2 separate regions of the Zea mays genome follow, and region 2 is linked to region 1. A link is a contact called in public Hi-C data. All regions are on one chromosome and are shown on one strand. The core of a region is the stretch at or near the end of the contact, and the rest is flanking DNA. Distances in the headings are between cores, read along the strand shown.

What was found. A called contact is a pair of places that touch in the nucleus more often than the background predicts.
Region 2: a contact with region 1 is called in a Hi-C map of ear, with 2.5 times the contacts expected there. The contact joins the enhancer-like site here to the promoter of LOC100278920 in region 1. A contact is called at or near these places in 6 of 25 Hi-C or Micro-C datasets (ear, endosperm, leaf and 2 more).

The regions. Positions count from the first base shown.
Region 1 is chr3:100,524,684-100,528,425 of Zm-B73-REFERENCE-NAM-5.0, reverse strand. It overlaps LOC100278920, which reads left to right and starts at 1,303. Exons shown (of 5, transcript NR_176394.1): 1 at 1,303-1,444; 2 at 1,871-1,941.
Region 2 is chr3:100,727,701-100,731,397 of Zm-B73-REFERENCE-NAM-5.0, reverse strand. No RefSeq gene overlaps it. Among protein-coding and RNA genes, the nearest start is that of LOC100193217, 30 kb to the left of the region's middle. Within about 2 kb of position 2,122, at least 19 of the 20 cell types and tissues checked have an H3K27ac peak or open chromatin away from gene starts, as enhancers often do. A contact at or near this core is called in ear, endosperm, leaf and 2 more, where this site is marked.

The sequences.
Region 1 (3,742 bases), core at 54-2,553:
CAAAACTGTAGTAATGTATAGTATCTACATCTAATCCCCATGTGGTCATGTATATATATTTATCTAGAGAATGATTGGTTTTGGCAAACTTCCAAAGTACCATGAGGACCCTACAACAGAAGAGTTAACCAAAACACTCGACTGTTGGCCATCAATGAACTATTATATCACGACTTGTAAATTGTAAGTATGAGTTCATTTCGAATGTATTTATAAAGGGCACTTCTTTGCAATCCTAATGACTGATATTTTGCAGGTTCTTATGCCATGGAAATTCAACGGTTGCTACGCCCTTTTCGTAATATATCATGGTAAAAACACGTCACTTTTATTGACTTTGCACCTACTCAAGATTGGTGTAAGCACATGCCATACAAGAGGTTCGCAGAAGCGATTATCATCGTCTCAAAGAAATATAAGATTGTCTATAGCAAGAAACGTATTCGATGGACAGAGGATATTTTTAAGTGGCAACATACAATTCAAACTGGTGTTCCAATTGACTTAAAAGAGTATATTTTCTTCGTACCATCTTCTTAGCAATTTCAAAATTTTTCTATGATTTCTATTGTATATAACTTAGTTGGCAAAACATTATTCTATATGCTTAACACCAGCTACCTTATCCTAAAAGCTTTGGCCATGTGGGGGAATGATAGTCGAATGAAATTTGTTAGGGTGAGTGGAGTACATTCCTTTTATATTCAAACATACACTCCAGTTACAAAATAATAAATTGATGTTTTGTTCCCTTATATCTTATGTGTGGGATGCAAAGATTCTTCAAAGAAATTTTATTATCAAACTGTTAAGTTACGAGGATAATTCGTGCAAATATGGCATCCCGACAAACATACAACAGAGGTTTAATGATATTGTTAAAAAAGATTAGATTAGTGTACAAGGTGTCAACATATTTACTTTCACATTATATATTTACTCTTTAGAAATTATTTATGCGATTCCATTTCAATCTATTTGGGTAGACATATTTATATCGTTCTGTAATTATGTTTAATCATAGATTTTGTCGTCACTATTATACTCACGCCGTCTGTCACCAGGTCTCTAAGTTTATTGAAGGGTCATAATTTGTGTTCCTCGCACGAGCACGTTTCTAGTTTCAATTTAAAGCATTAGTTTGAGAAATTGTTAGACTACTATCGCCTGGCTCGATAAGAAGAGGCCACGCGCATCACCTCCGTGCATCGCCATGGGCCACCACAACCTCCAGTCATGGCCCGTGTCCACTACGAATTCTGTCGGCACGGCAGACCGGATGGACCAGCAATCGCAGAAATCCGTTAATGCTAGGCCCGAGATCCACCGACCAATCCGTTAGAGCTCTCTACCCAGTTACCCACACGAAGGAATAATAGGCTAGGCCGCCGACCGCCGCCATCGAGTCCCACTCGCACGCCGCCTTCATCCCCCTGTGCAGCAGGTCCAGCCGGACGCTCTCTCCTGATCTTCCTCCGCCGTCTCCTCCTGTCACCCGCTTGCTTTGAATCCCTTTCTTCTGCTCCGCCATCGCGACGCGCCGACATGTCTGTCTTTCCCTTGTTCCTTTTTTCCTCTCGCGAATCGCGATTCATTTTATTCCTGTTTGTATGTAGTGCTATGTTGGCGTTCATGGACCAGGGCTTAGGTATTTGATGAATTAGGATGCTAGAGATAATATTAAGGTCATTTGTCACTTTGTCTATAGCTGAAGGCTAGGGAAGCTATTGTTCTGCTCAAGTAGCTCTCGATTGCAATACTGCCATTGTTTAGCCATGTCTGAATTAGACCGTGCAAAAGATATTATTTTGTGTTCTCTGGGCTTGGCCACTACATTTCTGAAAATTTCTCTGGTTGAAAATGCCTGCAGGACTGGGTCTTCTAAGAAGCATGACCTCAAATCTAAGCAAAAATTGGAAAAGAAGATTAGTTTTTACACAAGTAGGTGTGACCTTATGTTAAGTTGACGTTTCTTTTTCCGTTTTTCGTATATATGATCCTGATTCATAGATTCCATCATGCTGTTCCTGTCATCTGTATTTCACTACCTGTTTAATAGATGTATGTATAAGCCAGACATGTAGGTAGTATGGTGTTGAGGGTTAAAAGTTTGATTGTATGGAAGAACTGACTGAAGTGCTGGCTTTAGGATAAAGACAATGGCTTTTGCCATATCACTTTCTGCTTTATTGAACATATTTTCTTCAAGGAAGGGCAGTAGCTCTTCCAATTCACTAAAGAAGAATGTAAATTGCACCAGATAGTTAGCATAACTGAAATTTTCAGCAAAGTTAGTACTTGCGTGGCCTGCATTGTTCGACCTAAGTGGTTAGGCTTTTAGCGGTTAGTTTGTGGTTGCAATTCCCCCTCCCTTTCTACCCTGTATGCAGCAAAGGAAATAGTATTTTCATTCTTCACTTTTGATGATTTGCATAAAGTAATGTAGAAGAAGAGCTTAGCTTCATATATTGTGCTGAGCAAGTGAGCATACTTTATGAAATTTGACTTCTATAGCAGGACCTTTCTTTTTGTTGGACCTTTTATGCATTCCATTTGCATTTCCTTACCTTATTTTTGTTTTGTATAATACATGACCTATTTCATTTACCATGATGGAATAAGTCATGTGGTCAGCAGCAGTTGCAGTTTTGACTGCTGCAGGACAGCAGCAGTTGCAGCGACAACATGCAGCAGTCTTTTGACTGCGCAGGACAGCAGTAGCAGCAGTTTTTTGACTGCGCAGCAGCAGCAACCTTTTGACTGCTGCAGGACAGCAGCAGTTGCAGCAGGACAGCATGCAGCTGCAGTCTTTTGACTGCGCAGGACAGCAGTAGCAGCACAGCAGAGGACAGCAGTAGCAGCACAACAGTTTTGACTGCACTTTAGTATCTAAAGGACAGCACCTGTGTGCTGCAGCGTGTAGTGTAGTGTGTAGTGCAGTGTAGTGCAGCCCCTAGGGCTATAAATATGTGTCCCCAACCCCTCTAAGGGTATGGCATTGTGTAGTGTTTGAGGAAATAAACAGAAAATTGCCCCAACTCATAGTGTCATCCTCTTGATGAGAGTTAGAGTCCCTCTACTTACAATTGGTATCAGAGGCAAACTATCCTGCAGCCTAAACATCTCGTGCTCATCTCCTTCCCGTGCCTCTCCCCACACTCAGTCGGTAGCAAGAGCTCCAACTGTTCCTTCCTCCCCTGCTCAGACGAGCAGCCTTTCGTCTGAGACAGCCTCTTCCACACGCAGCAACCCCTCACTAGCCCACCATGTCCCTACGCTCGGCCACTTCGAGTGCGCGGCGCCAGCAGGAGGCCGAGGTCGCCGCGGCACAAGAACGCGAGCGAGCAGCAGCAGCGGCTGCAGCGACAGCGGCGAGGGCAGCACGGTTGGCGGCGGCGGAACTGGCAGCGGCGAGAGCGGAAGTAGAAGCAGCGGAGGCGGCGGATGCTGCACGTGCGGCGGCAACAGAGCTCGAGGTTCTGCGCGGCAGTAGAGCTGGCAGCTCTGCTTCTGTCGACGACAACACCGACGACGAGCTCAGGCTGGCGAGGGAAGCAGCGCGAGAGCAGGCGGCACAGTGGGCAGCCGCGCATCCCCATGGGGGCGCGCGTGGCGGCAGCCCGGATAGGCGCCGACACGCTGACGGCGCTCCAGGCGGGGGCGCACGCGGCGGCAGCCCAGACGGGCGTAGACGCGCCGGCGGTGCTCCCGGCGGCGGCGACCGAGTCGACGGAGGTCGCGG
Region 2 (3,697 bases), core at 873-3,372, 200 kb before region 1:
ATCAATCCCCTCCAATCCATATGGATTGAAAATAACCGAACAAGCCCTGAGGGGGAGCGCTTCTATCTTTAGCTTCTCCTAAACCATATGACTAGTGCTACCTCCTTTGCAGATTTAAGGACAGTAGATGGTGACATACTACCATCTTTTCGTGAGGCAGCACAAAGAAGGGGACTACTTGAAGCAAACGACACAATAGATGAGTGTCTCAACAAAGCTTCTCTTTACCAAATGCCATCAGCGCTACGAAGGTTGTTTGCAACAATTCTGGTTTACTGCGAGCCGAACAATGTGGCAGAATTATGGCAGAGACACCTTGACGCAATGTCAGAGGACTATCACCATAGTACTCAAAGCAAAACCCATGTGCAACAGATGGTCTTGATTTACATTAGAAATATGTTGCAGTCAATGGGGAAAGACATAAAGACATTCCCCTCCCTGCTATCATCGATAGATATGACAATTTACATGGTACTTGTCGGGGACCGTAATTAGGGGTACCCCCATGTAAGGCCCAAAATTTGTATAAAAAAATAAAACAAAGAAATAAGAATATCTATGATAGAGATTTTAGAATTTTTGAAGCCTTTGGAATTTAGTAGGCAAGTCCTGATCATAATCAATTAAAAATATTAAATTAACCACATGAAAGAGTGGGCATCTCATACATATGAATTGGTGGTAATACATTTTATTACCATAAGGAATCCTAAGTTAAACTTGACCTCAAATTACAAATGAAAATATAAAATAGACAATGAGAAAGAAAACAATTTATGAAACCATATATTCCTCCCACAAATAAATAACAAGGAAAATAACAAATAATAAAATTGAACATAGTAGAGGTTATATTCTCAGTAGTATTAATTTCGACACGTGGGAAATTTGAAATTTGAATTGGGAGTTTTGAATTTAAATTGAATCTGAAACGAGAACCTTGAAATAGAAGAGAAAAATAAAAAGGAAAACACACTCTCGGACCCGAACCTCCCTTTGGCCCAGCTACCTCCGCGGCCCATTTACTATTTTTTTTTCTTTTTTCTTCTTCCTCCTTACCCCACGCTGGCTTGTCTGCTCACGTTTCCTCTGCTGGCCGCCTGGACATCGGAGGGAGGCACGGACGGACGGAGGGACTCCGCACCGCAGGCAGCTAGCGCTCGAAGGATGGATATGGATCCACAGGCACAGCTCCCGCGCTCGCTCAACACGGTGCCGCCCCGCAAACACGTCTCGCCTGGTCACCGAACAGCTGGCCCGCTCGGTCTGCAGTCACCTTCGTCTGTTCTTCGCAATGGCGGCTCGCGCACGCGGCGAAGCCCCGTATCGAATCCCGTGAATTCCGCTGCGACCGTTGCGACAGGGCAACAACCCCGCGGACTCCGCCTCGTCTGATGGACTTCTCCCCCGTGCAGCTCACCATGGTCGTTGGGGGATCTCCATACCCGCCGCGCAGAATTCGCCGAGGAATTCGGCCATACCGTTGCCTCGGCCATTGCTGTATATATAGAACCCTTGGGCCGTCTCGACCGATTGACTCGTTCCCTAGCACCACCCATAAGCCATCGGAGAGGAGAGTCTGGTGGACGGATTGCGGGGCGCGGTGGGCGGAAGTCTGACGCCAGTGGAAAGCACCGCCGTTTGAGGGTCGTCGTCGGTCGGGGAGCTTCGCTTCGGCTCGGTGATAGCTTCCGCGGCATCGACGTCGGGTTAGGTGCGTCCGGTGCCAACGAATTTTACACCGGATCACCGTCGTCCGCCCGTGAACCTGGGAGCTCGGCGTTGGGATTTCGTGCCTCTATAAATCACGGTATGGCCCCACCCTTTGCTCCATAATTGTTTCGGTTTCAATTAGGGCCGAATGCGTTTAGGAATTGTACCTTGGTCGTCGGGGCGTGAGTTCCGGTCATGGCGCTCCGCCGCGTCCGGGGTACAGTAGCTGTCGTGCGATGATTCAGGTGGGGAGGATGAGCTCCTGCCGTTCGATCCACATCATGCGGCTGCAGATTGATTAGAAGACAACCAGTAATCGCTGATGCGAGATCGAGCGGTAGAGAGAAGAAGCGCCGGTTGTCGTTGGATGAGAAGTGAACGGAGCCGATTAGAAGTTCAAATGCATTGGCGGTCTTTGGATCTGACCGTCGAATTGCGGATCGATGGTCTGAATTAGATTGGCGCATACCCCCTTGGCCACGGCTAAATTATAAAAGAACCCCTGCATTTTTCTTAAGTCAACCCGCAGTCCACATCCAGTGAAGAAACATCACGATTAAGTCCTAAAATTTATAGATTAGACCCTGATCTTCTGAAGAATAGTGTCCCCAGTCCAGTCAGCAAATAAAAGGGAATAAATCAATATAGGAAATAGGTTTTTGGTATTAAATTAATGTTAGAAACTTGTTTAATTCATATTAAATTCATTTTAACTTCTTTTTGGTATATTCCAGTTGCAATAATTTTGTGCTAATATTGTCTATCAACTAGGAACACTGTTTAGCCATGAAACATGAATTAAAATTGTTCATCTGAATTAATATATACCATGTACTTAATAACTCCAGAAATTCATAACTCAATAACTGTAACTCAGTTTTGACCCATTCTAGTTGCATTAGTCTCACAATAATATTTATTATCATCTTATAACTTTGTTTAGTCATGAAATATAGATTAAAATGTTGCACTTAGTCTATGTTATATTTAACCACGTTGATCTTCGGAAAACCATAACTTCATAACTGTAGCTCCGAATTTAGTGGTTCTTATTTCTATGATCTTGTTACGCAGCGTAAATTATTATTATGTGGTTTATTATTATGTTTGGTGTGATGTTAATTTTGCCTATACCATGCTTGTTTGTATTGCTACGACTAGCGCGAGGTTACGAGTCACCTGAAGATCATCCTGGTACCTGGAATCTCAAGTCCCAGGCAAGTTGTGCCCTTGATCACTTCTTTTACCCACTCATGTTCTAATTAATCATAATGATCTGCATAAGTTAATTTTGAAGGGACCTAATAGGTTCCCTAGTTTGTCTATCTTTATGCCTTGTTTACCACTGAACTTTTTGGGTAGTACTTGCTAGTGCTATATGTGGTTTTGGGCATTGAGATACACATTATTCATGATTATACTTTTGTTATCTGTTGTTATTTACTGTTCATGTCAAGATCATTAATGTTAATTGGAACATAGAGCTTAACTTGAGAAACACGTGCCACCACAAGGGTTTATGGACGCCCTTGGCTGATTAATTAGGAAAGCTAGTGGAGGATTACCTTACCCGAAAGGGGCAAGGGCAGTAGGGGAGTGGTCAGTGTAGGGAGGTCCTTGGTTGATTTTGCTGCGATGGCGGTCAGGCAAGAACCCTGCATTGGAGCTTCCTATAAACTGTAGCGGGTTTTCTGAAGCTAGTGGAACTTTGTAAAGGCCTCGTAGTGTTACCCTGCCTCGCCTCCTCGGTAGAGGTGTATGGGAAGTCGCGATCCCTTGGCAGATGGGTAACATGACTTGTGGGTAAAGGGTACCACCTCTGTAGAGTGTAAAACTGGTATACTAGCCGAGCTCACGGTCATGAGCAGCTCAGGACTCTCTGATGATTAAATTATGGAACTTAAATTCAATTTGTCATATGCATTGCATTGCGGGTGATGTTGTTACTTTGTTCTACTAATTAATTGGGTCGGTATTTACT